Regions from separate parts of the Mus musculus genome. Here region 2 is linked to region 1. A link is a contact called in public promoter capture Hi-C data. All regions are on one chromosome and are shown on one strand. Each heading gives the region's core, a stretch centred on a gene start, on an enhancer-like site or on the middle of the called end of the contact. The rest is flanking DNA. Distances are from core to core; before and after follow the strand shown. Region 1 holds the start of Rcor3 (REST corepressor 3). Region 2 holds the start of A330023F24Rik (RIKEN cDNA A330023F24 gene).

Region 1 (4,312 bases), core at 944-3,443:
TTTTAAAAAATTGAGTAGCAACGAGAGCTCCAAATCGTTCTTCATAATTATGAAATCTAATCTTTACTGAGTAACTGCCATATGCCTAGTCATTTAATCCTGGCAAGAATTCCATGCAATGGTTTTTTACAGCTAGGAAAATTGAAGCTCAGAGAAGGCCAGTGACTTGCTCAGAAGACAAAAACAAGAGAGCTGGGAATTAAATGCAGCCTATCCTTCAGTGAACATGTCTTCTTTCCGATGTCAAACTAAGCCCTGAAGCACAGCCATAAAGTGAAGGAACCCACCTACTAGCTAGCTATGCCAACAAGAAAAATACGACTACAAGAAGCCCACCACGGCACACACCGATAGTCTTCTAATAAAATATCCCAACAGCTGTGTCGCTTTGAAGGTAACCCCCAAATCTGATGAGCACTCTGGTATCATGTACTGAAGGAAACTGTCCTAATTATGCTTGTAACGGTTACCCTTCTCCTTTCAGAGAGGGGATACTACCTACTTGGTAAGTCCTAATGGGGAGAAGGATGGAAGCCCCCTAGCATACCTAAACTAAACGGACATGACTGCTTTCCTTGTGAAATTACAAGTGAGTCCTCTGCAACACCAACTACAACTCCAGCGTCGGACTCGGGCAGTGCGGTTAAGAATGAGCTCTAGACAAAAACTGACTGCAGGAAAAGTGGGAGGGCAGTTCAGGCAGGGAAGGGCAGAGCCCACCCAGTGGCAAGTCTGGCTGGGTTAGAGCAGCCGAGCACTCCAGGCCCAGAGGCTCCAGCAAGGGCGCCTCCATATGCGGAACTCTCGCCCAATCCCTGAGCAGCCTGACATCCCGTGACAGCCGGGGAGCCTGTTTGGAGAAAAGTAGAGAGGGAGCCCGCAAGCTGCGCTGGCGGAGGGCGCTGGAACCTGGCTGTTCCGGAGAAAATGTCTCCTTGGCAGCTGCTGCCGCTGTCCTGTGGTCTGGCTTCCCCGGGCTGGGTCGGCGCGCGGGGAGGGGTTGGGGGCGACCGGGGCGGTGTCGGGCACGGGCGTTTCCCCGCCCAGGTCCACACCGCCTCGGCAGAAAGAAAAACCAGGATCCCGTGTGCGCCGGGGTCGCAGGGCTCGCCCTTGGCTCGGGCTAATGACAGCAGGCGGTTGCCAAGCGTGGCCCTGCGGAGCCTGGCTGAGCCCCGGGTTCCCAGGGCGGGTCGGAGTGGCATCTGACCTGGGGTAGGTTCATGCACACACAGATCGCACGCCCTCTCCTGCAGCCCTTGGTTTTGCAGTCCCCACGCCCCGGGCCTCGGACCCGCGACCTCCGTGCGAAGCCACCAGCGTGCAAGTGCCGCGGGAGGGAACCATGTTCACCTTGCCATGCACACATCTACCCCCACGCCCTGTGTCACTGCCCAGCCGAGCCTGCCAGCCTCCCCGCCCGCGATGCCCTGCCCTGCCCTGCCCTGCCCTGGCCTCTCCTGGTGCGCCCCACACTCAACACCACGTAACTCCCTCCCATCCCGACGCCGGCCACCCCAGAGCAAGCCTGGGGGAAAAAAAAAGAGAGAGAGAGATGGGGTTTTCCTGTGAGCAAATATATCTACCTGGATCGAATTCAGGGATCCGAGCTTGGTATTCAGCTCCGACTCTCATCCCAACATCTGCAAAGCAATGCCAAGATATATGGTAAAATGGTAATAAATAAGGAGAGGAGAGGGGAAGGGCAAGGCAGAGACTCTCCAGCCGCGGGAGCGCGGGCGAGGCCGTGGCCGGGTGGGGGCGGGGAGGCGCGGGTCGCGGGCTGCGGCGGCACCGGGAGTTCCGGCGGCCGCGGCTCGGCTCCGAGGGGGAGGAGGGCGCGGGGAAGGGGGCCGGGCGGACGGGCGGGGGCGGGGAGCGCGGCGAGGTACCCCCGTGCTCGTCGTCGCTGCTGCAGCCGCTCTCGGGCTCCGAGAAGTGCAGCCCGCCGTTGGCCGAGGAGCCGCCGCCTCCCGCCGGGCTCTTGGCGCCGCCGTTGGCCGATCGGCTCTTCCCCAGTAACTCGGGCCCTTTCTCCATCATGCCGGGCATGGTAGAGGAGGGGGAGAGGTGGCGTCAGGGAAGGGGGAGACGGCTGGCGGGCGCGGGCGGGAGCGCGGAGGAGGAGGAGGAGGTGTTAATATGGAGCCGCCATCACCGCCCCGGTCGAGCCGTAGCGCAGTCGCCCCACACCGGCCCGCCCCGGCCCCGCCTCCCTCCCCTCCCCCGCCGCCGCCGCCCCGCGCCGTGCCACCCGGCCGAGCGCCCCTCGTGGCCGCGCGCTCCTCACTGGGCGGCCGCGATCACTCCGCCCTAGGGAGGTTCCGGCCGCGGGGCGGAGAGACCAGAGGGCCGGGACCCCGCGCGTCCCCAGCCGGCCGGTTCCCGGGCGCTCGAGGGCCGGGAGACGATGTGGAGGCCCCGGAGGCGGCATGGAGGGCGGGGAGGCGGCCTCTGCCCTGTCTCAGCTGAAGGAATTTGGCCTGCTGAGGCGGGGCCGCGGGGCGGGAGCTGCTCCCGTGACCGGGAACCCGGGATGGCGGTCTCAGGAGCTGCTCCGGTGAGGAGCGGCGGGGATGGCGGCCTTTGACAGGAGCTATGAGGATGGCGGCCTTGGACCGGAGCAGCTCCGGTGACGCGGGCAGGGGTTGGCGGCCTCAGACAGGAGCTGCTCCCGCGAGGTGCGCCCCGGGGTAGGAGCTGGGTCCTCCGGTTGGAGGCAGGATCGGTTCACTCCGGAATGAGACCGGCCCTAAAGACCTGGCGAGGCAGCTCCTCTCTGCTGTGAGGTCCGAGAGGGACTGAAAGGGCAGTATTTCCACTTGGCTCTTTCCCTTTTGCTGTCTAAGAAGCGAATGCCACGAGTGGGGAAATAAATAACCGAACTCTACCTTCCCCGGGCCAGTGCTATCTGGGTCGACACTGCCTGGGGTGGTGGCTCAGAGCAATTCTGGAGAGGGTGGAGAGAGAAGTGCTCTGCAGAGAGGTGCTGCTGCTGCAGAGAAAGGTGAGGCCAGCTGCCTTCTGGCAGTTTGCACCCAGTTGAAGATTGGCTGGACTGTATTTCTTCCCCAGATTTAAGGATATTTGCTTATGACATACTGTCTGGGCAAGGAGGACGATTTGTGTCTCAGGAGTAAAGGGGGGGGGGAGTTGCTTAATATACAGATGTGTGTCCTGCAGAATTTGGGGGTAACAGTAAAATTACCTTGAAGGTTAAAACTGTTCTTTGGAATTCTGTTACTGAGAAATAACAGACCTACTCAAGAATTCAGCCAAGAAAACTCTGGGATACAAGAATTAGGCCGGTCATCTGTCTAAAGGAGGGAGTATTTTGTCCGGGTGGAGAAACAGTACTGGTACTGGAAATAGTTGATTTTTAGCTCTATATGTGTCCATTAATTTTTGAACCACAACTCAACCTCCCCTCCCGTTTTATTTTTTGAGACAGGATTTCTATGTGTACTTCTGGCTGTCCTGGAACTCACAGAGATCCGCTTGCCTCTGTCTTCTGAGTGCTGGGAGTAAAGAGCTGCACCACCACACCTAGCATCGGTTCCTTTTTTTAAAAAACACATTGCTGAAGGATATTTTAAGTCTGATTTTTATTTTCTGCAAGGAGAAATGTTATGGACAACTGAAATGATATTTTATTTTTTACATTCCAACCTCTAATGAACACGACTCATCTCAGCCCTGTCACATCAGCTCCTTTGATCCTGGAGTACAAAAGCTAGAGCCTATAAAAAGAAAATTCAAGAAAAAAAAAAACCACAAAACAAAATAGAGGCCTCTTAATAGATACACTTTTTAACTCTGAAATAGTGCTGATTCACTTTTCTGTAGAAAAGAATCTGCGTCTAGATTAGGGATCAAAAGTTTCAAGGGCTTTTGGGACTATTTTGATTAGTAGAATCTTGGCAGTAAAATGATTCTACTGGAATATTTAGACCAAAGACTGCATTCACCTTTGGGGAAGGATTTTGGCGTGAAGGGATGTGTGTGTGTGTGTTTAAGGAAAACAAATTTCTGTTTTGCTTTTAAGAAAAGGAAAGCACTCTAAACTTGCCTGGTTGAGAAGGGTGATTGTAGTGGACCTTAAAATGGTCTCTTCCCAGATAAGACATTACAGAACAGAAAAGCCCTAGGTAGAAATCTGGAAGAATGTCTACTTCTGTTTGGAGAGGAGGAAAGCCCCTGGGCGGAGAAGAGAGCTTTAGGGGTTAATAATATCTCTTGAGATGGGTTGAAGGGGGGGGGGCACTACTGGTCTGTTGAGTATTTAAATTAACTCCATTTTAAGGTTTTCTCA
Region 2 (4,312 bases), core at 822-3,321, 2.9 Mb after region 1:
TGTTGTTTTTGTTTGTCCCCCTCCCCCTGGAGAAGGAAACTGGAAAATGGAGATCTGAATAAGCAGAGGACCATTCTGGGGGCCTTGCCTTAAGTGACATTAAAGCCATATGCCTTTGCTCATCAGACCAGTAGGTGACTTCTTTATTGGCATACGCTACCCTGCAGCCCAGAAGGTGTAAATTTGAAGCACTTTCCCCTCCCTGGGATCCTGGCACAAATGCCCTGGGCTTCTTTTAAAACCAGGGAATACCAGGTTGTCTTCCAGGTGGTCCTTCTCTCTGATGGCTGAAATATTAGCCAGGGTGGTTGTGTAAAGGCTGTATAGGATAGTTGGTATAGAAGAGGTGGTTGCCTGACCTCTTGTTCATCTTTCTGAAAGTTGCAAGATGCATTTTATGAATCAGCTTATTGCCTCAGGACCCAAACACATCTAAAACATCTAGCTAGAGGCTGGTGTAGAAAACATTTATATATATAATAAGTTATATATATAATAGTTGGAACATGAGCCTTGTTGAATGTGTCTGGTTATGTAGGGTTCATTGGGTTAGTATCTGAGCTATTCTTTGTAGCATTGTCAGGAAAGGGGATGTTAGAAGCTGTGCTTTGCTGCTAAGAGTTGTCACTACCCTAAAGTAACTTGTACCTGGCTCTGAAGCATCAGTGGAACTTTCCTCATAAGAGTTTCCAGGTATGTGGATGTGTTAAAGTATTGCTCAAGGACTGGGGGTTCATCTGGTTACCCATCCTAGGGAAGAAACAGGTATTGGCTATGTTAGGTCTAGGCTTGGCCATCATTCTGTTGTCTTTTTTGTTGTCAGAAGGATCTTGGGAAGAAATGACTCAGCAACAAATCTTAGATGTGTGGCCTTCCTGCCTTTGGGGAAGTAATTGAACATACCTAACTAGATTCTAAAATTTTAAACACTGAATGAATAGACGTACATTACTCTGGATTTCTTCAGGCTGCTGTTTGGTTTATTCTTTAAAATACCTGATCTGATAGAAGGATCTCATTTGTGGAGTTAGCAAAAAAAATGTTTTAATTATGCTTTTTAGCCTTAGGAAATTCAGGATTTAAAAGTCCTGATTTCATGCCCCAAAACAAAACAAACAAACAAGCAAAATGAACAAAAAAAAGAGATGAAATAAAAAGGCAAAAATAATGTCAGAAAAATAATGTCTGGGCACCATGATTATAATTTTGGACTTGTCGTGACAGAAAGAGTTAATGAAATGGTGGTCTCATGGTGAGGACTATTTTAGCCTATGGCTAGGAGAAGCCCATATGGCTCAAGAAAAGATGATGCAATATTTAGTTAAGGACAGCCCTGGTTGATTTGAGCCCTGGGAGCTGCCATTCAAAGAGTTAAAGCTAGTCTTATTCCCATGAATCTCAAAGTGAAGAAGAAAGGCTGCAGAAATAGGGACCTGTGTGTTACGGAGCTGTTAGGTAAGAAAAAGAAAGAAAGAAAGGAAAAAAAAAAAAACCAGGCTAAAATGTGTGGCCAAGAAAACAGAATGTAGGTCCAACTTTTTTTTTTCCTTGTTTGACCAGCCTTGGCACTGCCCTCTGCCTCTCCAGAGGGAAAGCTGCAGTTCTGCTTCTGCAACACAAGGAGCAGACTGGAGAATTTAGATCTGCGTCACAGCGCTCAGAGAGAGAGAGAGAGAGAGAGAGAGAGAGAGAGAGAGAGAGAGAGAGAGAGAGAGAGAGAGAGAGAGAGAGGAGGGGGAGAGGGGAGAGAGACAGAGGAGAGAGAGGGATAGAAGAGAGAGGGGGGAGGAGACAGGAGAAGGGGGGGAGAGAGAGAGAAGGAGAGAGAGAGCCAGCATGAGCATACAAGCTGTCGATAGGTCTGCTAGCAGCAGCCGTGCTGCAGCGGAGAGAAAAATCAAGAAACAAGTCATAGCAACACTGGGCACCAGGTTCTGCCAAGCGTTCAGAAATCTGTTGGGTGTCCAGAGGCCTCTGGGTAGCCTAGGCTAAGATGTCACGCAAGGTGGCACAGGCAGTTCCCATGGGGAGTACGTGGGAACGGGTGGGGGCAGGAGTGAGTACAAGAGTTGGTAGGGTGGCAGTGGAAGGCTTAATCAGAGTGGATTCTGGAACATTCAGGACTGCGGCACCTTGTATCTGGACAGGGATTTGGGACTGTGCAGGAGACGACTGGTGGTCCAGTGTGGCTTAAGGACTTGATGGCGTAACCCACTTCTTCCACGTATGTATTTCTTGTGATAAGGGCAATGTCTAGGGTATGTGGGTGCTGTTTTTCTTACCTTCTTTCTTGCCTTTTGCTGTCTTTTTCCCTTGGAGGTTTATTTTATTTTATTTTTACTTTAATTTCTTCTCCCTTAGTGTCATCTATTTAAGTCTGACCAGGATAGAGGAGAGGAGTGAACCATCCCCGGCTTCCCACTTAACCTTTCACCCTTTACCCTGTTTTCTGTTGGTGGATGGAGAGACTGGTTTTCCAGGTTGTTTGGGTGTCAGTGTCCATCTGTGCAGGCTTATGGGAAAGGAAGAGAGTGAGAAGTGACAAGAAGCAGGCAAGAGGGACTGTTTTTCCAGGCATTCTCTTATTAAAACGTCTAGTTGTGGGCATCTGGGGTGGTGGAAGAGCATCGGCATAGGGTAGGGTGTGGGCTGAGAGAAGTGGGGTGATGCTGGGAGGTTGTCACTGCGTAGTTGAGAAAAGTGGGGAATGATGACGCAGTCACTGTTGCATCTTGTTAGGAGCTCTGTGGAGACAGGTAGTGAAGCTCCTGGGATCTGTGGGACCAGCAGAAGGGTTAAAGATGAGTCTAGGTGGGAAGCTAACATTTAGAGATTAAATGTCATCCTTTTGGCGTTGGAAAGTTGTTTACCTTGCTTTCTCTGTGTCTCCATGTTGGCTCCCTTCCAGTTCACATGTGATGGCCTTCCCTGTACTGCTGCATCATTAACTAAGTGACTGAGCTGGCCTTCCATTGGCCAGGGGAGGGCTCTTATTTCAGACACTTCCTCTCATTGGTGGGAGGGCCAATGGCAGGTGAAAACCTCTTTTTGATTGGCTAAGGACAGAGTATCAAATCTGAATTTGCATTTCACTTGCTTAAAGGGGAGGGAGAGAAGCCCAGCAGCTTCTAAAATCTCTTTTAGGGGTGTGCGTAGGTGAGTCTGCCTGCTTCAGACTGCCCAACTGAAGCGTCTTCCTTTACCTTTTTTTAAATTTCAGGAACTATGAGGAAGAGCTTAAAATGCCTCAAACTTTTTTTTTTTTTTTTGGAGGGAGGAGACTGGGGAGATGGATTTGAAGAGGATTGAACAAATTGGAAGAAAATATTTGTCCTCTGCTTTGGTGTCAGAAAAGGGAATTTTCCAATCTGCCACACCTCAGTGTTGCGGCAAAAATAATTCTTGGCTCCCCTGGAAACTATCGGGCAAGGTAGGGCAGAACTGCTGCTGCTGTCGCCATTACCCTGGGCTTCCTATTGAATGGGCTGCTCCCAAGTGAACAGATCTGCGTTGATGCTCTGGTCGTCCAAAAGTCCTCAAATCAGCTCTGAGCTGAGCCCACTATTGGAAGAATCTGCCTTTTGGAAGTTGACGCTACCTTGTGCTTGGGAAGGTAAGGATGGGGACTAACCTCAGAGTATTGCTTGGAAACTGGCTGTTATGATGTTTCTCAAAAAGTAAGTGGGTAGGGCTTTGAAGGACTCCCTTTAGAATGATTTGTCAGTCTAGGGAACCAGGAGATGAATGAAACTGGGGCGGCAGCAGCTGTCTTGTACTGGGGGAAAACTAGAAAATTAGAGTTCTGGCACCCCATCTTATCCTTGTAATGGGTCTCATATTTGTGGGAGGGGGTTTGCTTGGCCCTGCACCATGCGTAGTGGCTCCACCCATGACTGCGCATCCAGAGCAAGAACGCATTGCACCCTGGGTCTCTGGCCTGGGACAAACACCTCCCTCCTTGTTATATAACTCAGGGTGGCCTGTGCCTTCTCAAGCCTCCTTTGCAACTCTACCTCCCCACTCCTTGCGGCTCACAGCTGAGGGTCTGCTAGGGAACAGTGGGAGTTTCCCTCCCTGAATGAGGTAGCCACTTAGTGACCAAGTTTGAGCACAGAAATGATCTGCTGTCTCATCTGAGGACATGGACCCCAGAATGTCCTTCTGAGTACCCTGTGTCACCTGTAGTCCCTGGCTTAGAGGTGGGGATAATGTCTTCCTTTCCCTTTTATCCTTTCTAGTTTGGGGGCAGGGACTTTTTTAAGGGAAGGAGTGAAAACCTTTTGGGAGGGGGTTGGCAGTGTCCTTTCCTTGT

What was found. Capture Hi-C pulls out chosen DNA fragments and counts their contacts.
Region 2: a promoter capture Hi-C map of adipose tissue shows a contact between it and region 1, with 4 times the contacts expected there. The contact joins the promoter of A330023F24Rik here to the promoter of Rcor3 in region 1. A contact is called at or near these places in 3 of 39 promoter capture datasets (the C10 cell line, hippocampal neurons and liver) and 1 of 9 other capture datasets (adipose tissue).

Annotation. Positions count from the first base shown.
Region 1 is chr1:192,135,847-192,140,158 of GRCm38.p6, forward strand. It overlaps Rcor3 (REST corepressor 3), which reads right to left and starts at 2,194. Exons shown (of 12, transcript NM_001346740.1): 1 at 1,893-2,194; 2 at 1,587-1,643. The coding sequence starts at 2,052. It overlaps Gm10516 (predicted gene 10516), which reads left to right and starts at 1,052. Exons shown (of 4, transcript NR_033536.1): 1 at 1,052-1,215.
Region 2 is chr1:195,015,328-195,019,639 of GRCm38.p6, forward strand. A330023F24Rik (RIKEN cDNA A330023F24 gene) reads left to right here and starts at 2,072. Exons shown (of 8, transcript NR_015566.2): 1 at 2,072-2,224; 2 at 3,274-3,613.